2 separate regions of the Anser cygnoides genome follow, and region 1 is linked to region 2. The links are chromatin contacts, called in public Hi-C maps. All regions are on one chromosome and are shown on one strand. Each heading gives the region's core, a stretch centred on a gene start, on an enhancer-like site or on the middle of the called end of the contact. The rest is flanking DNA. Distances are from core to core; before and after follow the strand shown. Region 1 holds the start of CTDSPL (CTD small phosphatase like). Region 2 holds the start of GARS1 (glycyl-tRNA synthetase 1).

Region 1 (5,325 bases), core at 715-3,214, 130 kb after region 2:
TGCAGCGATTTGAAGACTCGCAGCGAGGTATTTGAACATGTTGACTGTAGGAATATACTCACTGGGAGCGAAACAAGGCCCCTGAGTTTTAAGTACTTTTCCTCAGAAACTAAATGGGGTACTGCTGCAGATTAAAAATTCCTCGAGGCCAGGCCTGTTGCCTCCCTTTACGGTAGACCACTGCAATGACAGCAACTGGATGCTCTTGCTAGAAATAAACACAATGATCATCTCTGCATCCTGGCCGGGCAGTTGAATTGCCTCATTTTTGACCCTATTCATTAAAACTGTTCAGAGCTATCTACATTATAGACGTATATATGTGTGTGCAGAACCGCAGGCTGTGGTTTTCTCATCTCAGAGCAAAAGAGATTGTCGTAACCACTGCTGCAAAAACTCACATTGCCTGGGTCTGTGGCTGTTACAAAAGGATTTTCCCCAATTAGTTAATGGAATTTAAAATATCTGTCCTTTTTATTGCGAGGCTGCAATAGACTTGTATATACATTGGAAATACGTGTTTTAATTTTTCTGGGAAAGCAACATGGCTGCAATTCCTTACTTATTACCACCAATACTGTTTTCTAAAGGTTTTCTTTATTTTTATTTACTCTGACGGCCCCACGCAAGAGCCAGTTCTGTGGATGGCTTCCCCTGCCCAGCACCGTGCCTCAGCCCCTAGCAGCAGGCACTCGGGAGGACAGGGGAAGCAGGGTTTGTGCGTGGCATCCCTCACCCTGCTGCACTGAAGCGGGAATTCCTAGACAGGCAGGCTTTCAAGACACTAAAAAAATACGTATTTTCACTGCGAGAAGCTGCCAGGGGCGCCCCCGATACGAAAACAGCCGTGCGGCTGAGGATCGCTCCACGGCCACCTGCGGGCACGCCTCACACCGCCCTCCGAGGCGACCCCCGCCCGCCCAGCCGCGCTGAGGGAGGAAATGGCGGCGGGGCCCCGACGGCGGCCGGCCCCGGCCCCAGCGCCTCCCCGGCGCCTCCCAGCCTCGGGGCCCCCCTCAGGGCCTCCGCCCGCCGGCCTCCGCCCCGCGGCCACGCCCCCGCCCTTTAGCCACGCCCCCTCCCGCGAAGCCATTTGGGCGCGAAGCCCCGCCCCCTCTCGGGCAAGCCCCGCCCCCTCCCCGTAGCCCCGCCCCCTTGTTTACCGCGCAGCGGGGCCCGGGCGCTGCCCGCCGCCCGCCTCCATCTTGGAGCGCCCCGCGGCGCGGGGGCGGGGCGGGGCGGGGCCGTTCCCTTCCCTTCCTTTCCCTTCCCTTCCCTTCCCCTGCCCTGCCTTCCTCCCCTCGGCGCTGCCCTCCTCATCCTCGCTCGGCGAAGCGGCGGCCGCGGCTCCTCGCCCGGCGGGAGGAGGAAGAGGAAGAAGAAGGAGGAGGAGGAGGGGGGGGGGAGCAGGGAGAGAGAGCCCGCGGGGAGGGAGGAGGAGGAGGAGGAGGAGGAGGAGGAAGGCGGGATGAGATAAGCGGGGCGGGGGCATGTAGGCGGCCCGGGAGCCGGGGAGGGGGGGGAAGCTCAGGTGGATGCGGGGGGCGGTGTGAGGAAGGGCCGGCGGGGGGGGGGGGGGGAGTTCGCCGAGGGGCCGGGGCACTTCCCGACGAGGAGGAGGAAGAGGAGGAGGAGGAGGAGGAGGAAGGCGGCTGCGTGTGGCTGCGCGGCGGCAGCGCTCGGCGGGAGGCAGGGTTTGGGGTGTTTCGTTTTTTGGGGGGGGGGGTTGGTCTCACGCCCCCCCCCGGCCTTCCTCCTCCGTGGGGAATTGGCGCCTGGAGGAGGAGGAGGAGGGAGGAAGAGGAGGAGGAGGAGGAGGCAGCAGCAGTAGGGCCGGAGGGGCCCCATACGCGGTGCCCCCCCCCCCCCCCCCCCCCCTCCCCCCGCCTGGCTTCGTTCCTGGAGTGGTTTTTTTTCTTTCTTTTTTTTTTTTTTTTGAAATCTGCATATTGATTTTTAAACAAACAAACAACCCCCCCCCCCCCCCCGCACTCCCCCCCCACCTCGCAACGCCAGCTTCTGCCTCCGGGAGGGAAATAGCCGGGTGAAATCTCCCTCTGTTTCCATGGACAACCCGTCCATTATCACCCAGGTGACTAACCCCAAAGAGGAGGAGATCCTGTCCTGCGCTCAGGATAAAGGTGAGCCACCGAAATCTGCGCCGGGCGACCCCTGGGATCCCCCACCGACCCCTTCCCCCCCCCCCTGCCCGGAGCTCAGGGCGAGGTATGCCAGCACAGGGCTCTGCCAGGGGCTCGGGAATTGGGGGGGGGGGGGGGGAACAGGGGGGCTAATTAGTGGGTTGATTTCATTAAGCGCTCTCCTTTCGCGAGGGTCGGCGATGCAACTTCGGCTGGCTGTCAGTGCAGCGCGCACCCCGCTCGGGAAGGAAGGAAGGATACCTGCGCTGGGCTTGCTGGAAGGCTTTGAAACCTCAGCGCTTCTTTTTCCTCAAAAGAACGGGGAAGAAAAATAAAAAAACAACACCAAAAAAAAAAGGGGGATTTCTATCCTCCTTTCCTTTATTTCTCGCCGTCTCACGTTCGAGAATCTGTAGGGTTTTTTTTCCTAAAGCTACTTGCGCGCCGCCGAGAGAAATGTGGGCTGCTGCTGAGAGCTGGCGGTCGGAGCTGCTGGGCAGATAAACAGTTGTTGCTTGCGTAAAGCGTCGCGCTCGGGCTGCCTTTCGCTCCAAAATAAGATGAATCCAGCTTGGCCGAGGGAGCTGCTTCTCCTCCAAAGTCTAGACGTCGACGGGCGCCCTTAACCTCATTTCCTTTTGGAAGCTCGGAGGGGTCTCGGACTGAGCAGCCGCGTCCTGGCGGATCGCGCCCCGCGGTGCTGGCGGGATGAAGGTGCCGTGGAAGTGGCGTGGTTGGGGTCGTTGGGGATGGGGTGCTGGGTTTGGGAAGTGTTCTGGGCGTCAGGCTTGTGCTTTGTTGCAGGCAGTGTTGATAAGTGGGGGGGAAAGGGCAGAAATTGCTCGTGTGCGCAAGCAAAGCGTGTGGCGGTGTTGTCTGGGAGGCATGGTCGTAGACCTCCAAGTGGCCTGCTAGGAATGATAGGTTTCCCCCTAAAATCTGGGCTCTTGATACCCAGAGCGCTTCCATTTCTGTGTGGTTTATCACAGAAGTGGTGAGGGGTGGCTGGAGAAGTTGCTCCCGGTTACTTGCGACGAAAGGCTCGCATAAAGTCACGGTCCTCTCACCTCGTGCACGGTAACTGCAGGAGGATGGAGACAGATTTATTAGTATTTTTCAAATTGCGCCGTTAGGGACTTGAGAGGGGCGTTCTACCAAAAAAATATCGTTTGCTTTGGTACAGGAGCGCTCGCATAGCTCCCTTTTAGACTCCTAGCACTTGAGAAGTGATACTTCCACTCCGAGGCCTTGCTTGTCCCTGGAGACTTACGACGTTTTCTCCTTTCGGTGGTGCTGAGCGTGGGGTACCCGCAGCGGTGCAGGGCTGGTGCTGTGCGTGCGACATCTCCCCAGACCCATTTTGGAGCAGATTGATGTGACACGGTGCTCAGATGGTGCCGTGGTCTGAACGGCCTGTGTTATTGCAAGTGCTGGAGGGGCTTCATTAACAGTGCTGGCAGCTGGTTGGAGTCTGAATATAAAAAAAAAAAGCCAGTTGAGAGAAATCGGGGGGGAAAAATTGACAGCTGAAAATAAGAGTAAGCATCCCCATCAAACAAGTGTCTTCAGAGCCCTCAGTACAGCGAGCTGCGCTGCGTAGCGAAAATATGCATCTAACTTGCATAACTATGCAGTAACTTGCATAATACGCATTGTGTTCTTGCTGGTGGCTTGTCTGGAGCAGAAAATCACGATGGGCTTAATTGCATAGCAGGGGCCTTGCAGGCTGCGTGCGGGCGAGGGTGGGCTGGGGGGAGAGGGAGAAGGGTGGCTGGACTTTCACAGACCAGAGCCAACTTCAGCACGAGCTCGACACAGGAGGTAGATTATTTTTTGCTGTTTTTTTTTTTTTGTTTTGGATTGATTTTACTGCTTCGCAGCGTGGTAGTACGTGCTGTGCGATGGGACTCGGATCGTGCCGGAGCAACTTTTGCAGAAGGAGCGCTGCAAGTCTGCTTCCAGGGCTCGGGAAGGAGCGCTGCTGCCCTTACCTCTTCTGCTACAGGTTGTCCCGCTGCCGAGGCACGCAGCTTGCAAAAACCCATTGCATTACCTTCCCTGCGCCTGCTTTTCTGCGAGACTGCTGAAGTTTTAGCAGAGCCTCCAGGTCTGGTGAGCTGTGAGTGTCTGAAGCCGAGATGAACGGAGAGGCTCAGAAGCAGCGGTGCCCAGGGGGAGCGTGCGCTGCTAGCTCGGGCTGAGCCCAAATTATGGCACAAAATGGCTAACGCACATCGAGGCATAACGAATTAACCCTGGATTTAACTACTGCACGTATCGCCTGGGCCTGTGTTCGTCTGCAGTTTTGTGAGAGCGTGAATTACCGTAGCGCGGTGCTGTGTGAGCAAAGGCTGTCCAGCTTGATGAAAACCTGCTTCTCCCTGCGTTCAGCTTTTGGCTGCAGAAATGTGCTCCGGGATCCCGAGTGGCACGTAGTGGCTTCAGGAGTTGGGTTTTGTAGGGTTTGGGGGAGATTCCGTGGTGTTTCTTGTGACAAGTGGATTTTTTTTTCTTCTCCTTAAGCTGGAGAGAAGCAGTTTTACAATAGCAGGGTAGCTGCTAAATAATGTCTGTGTGTACCTGGAAGTGCTTTTTTTCTTTTCAATATTTCTGAAGCTTTTAATCAACTGTGAGTGCAGTGTTTAGCTTGACTCTGTTTGTTTTAAATCTGTATTTATGTTTTAAAAGGAGCATTACGTACAGTATATGCTCAATTACTTTCGTGGAAGGGAGGGAACACAGTTGGCAGGAGCTCTTTTCTCATCATGGGGCACTTCTGCTCTCTGTTTTTAAGTAAATATTGTGCTTTACAAATAAAAATGTCCAAATAGTTTTTTGCTAATCCAGGTGTATTAAAAATGGGCTTTTGAGATAAGTGAAGCTGTGATAACTCATTAAAGAGAAGCTTATTAATACTAAGGTGGAGCTATTTATTTTTAACAAATAGTCAAAATTGCAGAAAGTGGAAAAAAACAGGTCTTGGCACATGAACCATTCCTTAATATATTGCCACATGGTGGTGCACTGTATTTAGTTGTCTGTCAAAATGAAAGCTGAGCACAGAAAGTTGCTACAACCATATTTTATTATTATTATAATGTTTGCTTTGAAATGCATGTGGTGGTCATGCTCCTAGAGGATTTGGGCCCGTGTTTATGTCGTTACATTAGTTCTGGAAAATGTA
Region 2 (5,040 bases), core at 214-2,713:
ATCACCCCCCAAAACCCAGCACGAAGTCATTTCTAAAGGGAAGTCATCACATGACCCTGCTGGATGAGGAAACCTCTGCAGGCTGCTTTCTGAAGACAGCACCGAGAGCCAGCCACGGGGCCCTAAAGCATGGCAAGGGGGGCCCTAAAAGCATGGCAGGGGGAGGCCCTGGCTCCAGACGCGGGGAGGAAAGCCCACGTAGGCTGCCACCCGGATCCAGTGGGCGACACACGGGGAACCCCCAGAGACCCCAAACCGAGGGGGTTTCGGGACAGACCCACGGGGAGCCCTCGCTGCGGGCTCGTGGGGGAGGTGTGCAGGGCACTGCAGCCACCCCAAATCCTGAACCGTGGGATGGGGGCGGGCAGGGCCCTGTGGGGCTGTGGGGAAAGGCTTTGGTTGCTGCACAGGGGGACCCCACACCCAGTTGGGGCAGAAGGGACCCAGGGGGCCACTGCTGGGCCACGGAGAGGGGGATGTCGGTCTGTCACACAGCCCCGACCCTATGCAGGACCCCCTGGGACAGCAGGGATCCCCCCTCAGTGAGGTGAGGGGCACGTCAGGTACCACCTGAAACCAGGACCCCCTCCTCAGCCCCGTGTGCACCCCCGTACCTCCAAATATATCCCCATATCCACGTGTCCTCCCTGTCCTCCCATATCCCACCCGTATCCCTATATCCCCCCATCCTCCCTCATCCCCATGTCCCCCCCATATCCCCACAGCCCCCCGCCTGTGTCGCCCCCATATCCTCACACCCCCACGTGTGTCCCCAGTCTCCCCCATACCCCCGTGTCCCCCTACGCCCCCTATCCCCCCATATCCCCGTGTCCCCCCAGTCTCCCCTAAACCCCGTGTCCCCCCCAGCCTCCCCATTCCCCCTCATTCCCCCCAAAGCCCCCCCAGTCCCCTCCCTCCCCGCATCCCCCCACTCTCCCCCGTATCCCCATTCCCCCCTATTCCCCTCTAAATCCCCGTATCCCCCTCACACCCCCCCATCCCCATAACCCCCCCAAATCCCCTTATACCCCCCTTTCCCCCCCAAATCCCAATATCCCCTCAGTCCCCCCCAAATCCCCGTTTCCCCCCCATATCCCTCTGCCTCCCCCACTCCCCCCCATACCCCCGTATCCCCCCCATACCCCCCCATCCCCACTCCCCCCCAATACCCCCATGACCCCCCCAATTCCCCCCAGCCCCCCAAACCCCACAACCCCCCCAAACCCCCCATTACCTGATGCCGCACCGCCTGCCGCAGCGGCGCCAGCACCCCCTCGGCTGCCGGGCCGTCCATGAGGGCGGCTGCCGGTGCCTTTCCCGGTGTGTGAGCCCGTCCCAGCCCCGATGCCGGTCCCGGTGGCCGGCCCGGTGCCGGTACCGGCGGAGCCCAGAGCGGGACGAGGCGGCGCAGCGCGGGCACGGCGCTCAGGGGCGGCCGCGGCATGGGCGGGGGGGGGGGGGGGGGGGGGGGGCAACGGGGGGGGGGGGGGGGGGGAGCGAGCCCCGCCCCCGCCTGATGAAATCCCGCCCGGGTAAAGGTGGCGCCCGCCCCGCCGCAGCACTTTCGTGGTTTTTTTTTATTTTTATTTTTATTTTTTTTTCTTTCCGGCGCCGGCGCCGCAGATTCGACACGCGGGGAGGGAGAGGGGAGGCGCCGCCTGGGAGAAGGGGAGGGCGGCGCATGCGCGGGGCGCTGAGGGGAGCCCCGAGGGCTGTGGGGGGCTCCTGCTCCCCTCGGGTGAGGCGCTGGCACCCCAAAGTGGGGTTACTGCACCCCTAAAGTGGGGTTCCTGCACCCCAAAACGGGGTTCTTGCACCCCAAAGTGGGGTTCTTGCCCCCCAAAGTGGGGTTCCTGCACCCCAAAACGGGGTTCTTGCACCCCAAAGTGGGGGTCCTGCACCCTTACAGTGGGGTTCCTGTACTCCCAAAGTGGGGTGCTTGCACCCTAAAACGGGGTTCCTGCACCCCAAAGTGGGGTTACTGTACCCCCAAGGTGGGGTTCTTGCACCCCTGAAGCAGGGCTCTTCGACCCCTAAAGTGGGGCCCCTGCACCCCCTAAAGCAGGGCTCTTGCACCCCTAAACAAGTGCCCCTGCACCCCTAAAGCAGGGCTCTTCGAACCGTAAAGTGGGGCCACTGCACCCGTAAAACAGAGCTCTTTCACCCCCAAAGACGGGGTTTTGCACCCCCTAAAGCTGGTTTCCTGTGTCCCCGAAGCAGGGATCTTGTTCCCTAAAGCAGGACTCTTCAACCCCTAAAGCAGGGCTCTGGCACCCCCAAAGCGGTGCCCCTGCACCCCTAAAGCAGGGCTCTTCGACCCCTAAAGTGGGGTCCTTGCACCCCTAAAGCAGGGCTCTTGCACCCCCAAAGAAGGGGTTTTGCACCCCCTAAAGCTGGCATCTTGTGTCCCCAAAGCGGAGCTCTAGCACCGCAAAAGCAGGGCTCTTCAACCTCCAAAGCAGGGCTCCTGCACCCCTAAAGCAGCACTCTTCAACCCCCAAAGCAGGGTTCCTGCACCCCTGAAGTGGGATTCCCGTACCCACAAAGTAAGGCTCTTGCACCCCCAAAGCAGGGCTTCTGCACCCCCAAAGTGTAGTTTCTGTACTCCCCCCAAACAGGGCTTTTGCACTCCCCAAAGCAGGGGTCTCACAACCCCAAAACAGGACTGTTACACCCTAAAAGCAAGGCTGTTGCACCCCTAAAGCAGGGCTCTTGCACACCAAAACCAGGGCTCTTGTACCCCTAAATCAGGGCTCTTACATCCCCAAAGCAGGGTCTTCCACCCTCGAAAGCAGGGTTCTTGCAACCCCAAAGCAGGACTCTTGCACCCCTTAAAGCGGGGCTCCTGCTCCCCCAGAGCAGGTCTCCTGAACCCCCGAAACAGGGTTCCTGGACCCCCAAAGCAGGGCTCTTGCACCCACAAAGCGGGTTTCCTGCACCCCCAAAGCAGGCCCCTAGCACCCCAAAGCAGGGTTCCTGCACCCCCAAAATGGGGTTCTTGCACCCCCAGCGCCGCAGCAGCACGGGGCAGCCCCTGGCCGGAGCGCTGTGGGCCGCCCTGGGGGGGGCTGTGTTGGTTTTCCAGCCTGCTGCGGTGTTTTTGCTGTGAAAGCTTTGTAGGTTTTGGACCAGGCCGCGGTTTGCTTTTCCCTGATCCCCGGCCGCCCCTGAACCGTGCAGGGCCCCGGGGCTGGCGGCTCTGCCCCAATGAGAGCAAAAATTAAAAACTAAAAATTAAAATAATAATAATAAAACAACGATCGACCAGGTGCCCCAGCCCCGTGCTCGTCCCAGCAGTGATTTTGGGGTGATAAGGGGGGTTCTGGCTGCTCCTCGCCCCCGTTTGCAGCCCCGACCTCCTACCGAACGTGCCCGGGTATTTATTTATCTGCCGGTGCTGCGTGACGCGTTCCTGTTGCCGGCGTTAATTGGTATTTTTGCCTGGCTGCAAATTGCTGTTTTCGTCTCGCTGCCGCACCTCCTCGGAAGCGGCTCTGGCGCGGGGCTGCCGGCTTGGCGTGGGGCTACGGGGAGAGCACCCCGAGGGAACCGGGCGGCGTTTTGTGGGGAAACCGGGCTGCAGATGTATGGGGCTGCAGATGTATGGGGCTGCAGACGTATGGGGCTGCAAACGTATGGGGCTGCAGACATATGGGGCTGCAAAAATATGGGGCTGCAAACATATGGGGCTGCAAATGTATGGGGCTAAAAACATGGGGTGCAGACACATGGGGTGCAAGGGCACAGGGCTGCGAATGCATTGGGGTTGCAAACATATGGGGCTGCAAAATCGTGGGGCAGCGCACGAAGCTCCTCAGCGTGCTGCCACGCAGAGCTGCACACAGCACCCCTGGGGCAGGGGGCGCAGAGAGCAGCCGAGCCCCCCCAGCCCCTGGTTTTGGGGTGCCCTTCCTGGGGGTCCCCATCCCTGGGGGCTGCAGAGGGACCGCGACTCCCCGGGAAGCCCTGGAAGCACCGGGTCGGGGAGGTGGAGGGGGCGGGGGTTCCTTTTGGGGCGAAAAACGGGGGAAAAAAATAATAAATAACGCCCCAGAGGCAGCGCCGGGCGGGTGCCGCTAGATGGCAGCGGCCCCTCGCGGCCTCCCCGCCGCCACCCCCGGCTCCGCCAAGGGGCCCCCGAGCCCCCAAATCCGCCCCCACCCGGCTCCTCGGGGACTTTTCCTCTCTTTCTTTTTCTTTTTTTCTTTTTTTTTCTTTTTCTTTTTCTTTTTCTTTTTCTTTTTCTTTTTCTTTTTCTTTTTCTTTTTCTTTTTCTTTTTCTTTTTCTTTTTCTTTTTCTTTTTCTTTTTCTTTTTCTTTTTCTTTTTCTTTTTCTTTTTCTTTTTCTTTTTCTTTTTCTTTTTCTTTCTCTTTTTCTTTTTCTTTTTCTTTCTCTTTTCTCTTTCTCTTTTTCTTTCTCTTTTTCTTTTTCTTTTCCTTTTCCTTTTCTTTTTCTTTTCTTTTTCCTTTTCCTTTTCCTTTTCCTTTTCCTTTTCCTTTTCCTTTTCCTTTTCCTTTTCCTTTTCCTTTTCCTTTTCCTTTTCCTTTTCCTTTTCCTTTTCCTTTTCCTTTTCCTTTTCCTTTTCCTTTTCCTTTTCCTTTTCCTTTTCCTTTTCCTTTTCCTTTTCCTTTTCCCTTTTCCTTTTCCTTTTCCTTTTTCTTTTCCTTTTTCCTTTTTTTTCTTTTCCTTTTTCCTTTTCCTTTTCCTTTTCCTTTTCCTTTTCCTTTTCCTTTTCCTTTTCCTTTTCCTTTTCCTTTTCCTTTTCCTTTTCCTTTTCCTTTTCCTTTTCCTTTTCCTTTTCCTTTTCCTTTTCCTTTTCCTTTTCCTTTTCCTTTCTATCTCTTTTTCTTTTTCATTTTTCATCCTTTACTCTTTTTTCTTTTTTCCATTTTTTTCCTTTCTTGTTTCCTTTTCCATTTTTCCTTTTCTATTTTTCCTTTTTTTTCCTTTTTTTTCTTTTTCCCTTTTTTCCTTTTTTTCCATTTTTCCTTTTTTTCCTTTTTTCATTTTTTTTTCCTTTCTTTTTCTCCTCACTCGGG

What was found. Hi-C and Micro-C count contacts between places; a contact is called where the count stands out from the background.
Region 1: a Hi-C map of liver shows a contact between it and region 2, with 2.4 times the contacts expected there. The contact joins the promoter of CTDSPL here to the promoter of GARS1 in region 2. A contact is called at or near these places in 4 of 7 Hi-C or Micro-C datasets (granulosa cells and liver).

What each region holds. Positions count from the first base shown.
Region 1 is chr2:5,264,715-5,270,039 of Taihu_goose_T2T_genome, forward strand. It overlaps CTDSPL (CTD small phosphatase like), which reads left to right and starts at 1,965. Exons shown (of 7, transcript XM_048062258.2): 1 at 1,965-2,141. The coding sequence starts at 2,066. It overlaps LOC106036870 (a long non-coding RNA gene), which reads right to left and starts at 1,473. Exons shown (of 4, transcript XR_007162747.2): 1 at 1-1,473.
Region 2 is chr2:5,133,387-5,138,426 of Taihu_goose_T2T_genome, forward strand. GARS1 (glycyl-tRNA synthetase 1) reads right to left here and starts at 1,464. Exons shown (of 17, transcript XM_066991401.1): 1 at 1,235-1,464. The coding sequence starts at 1,444.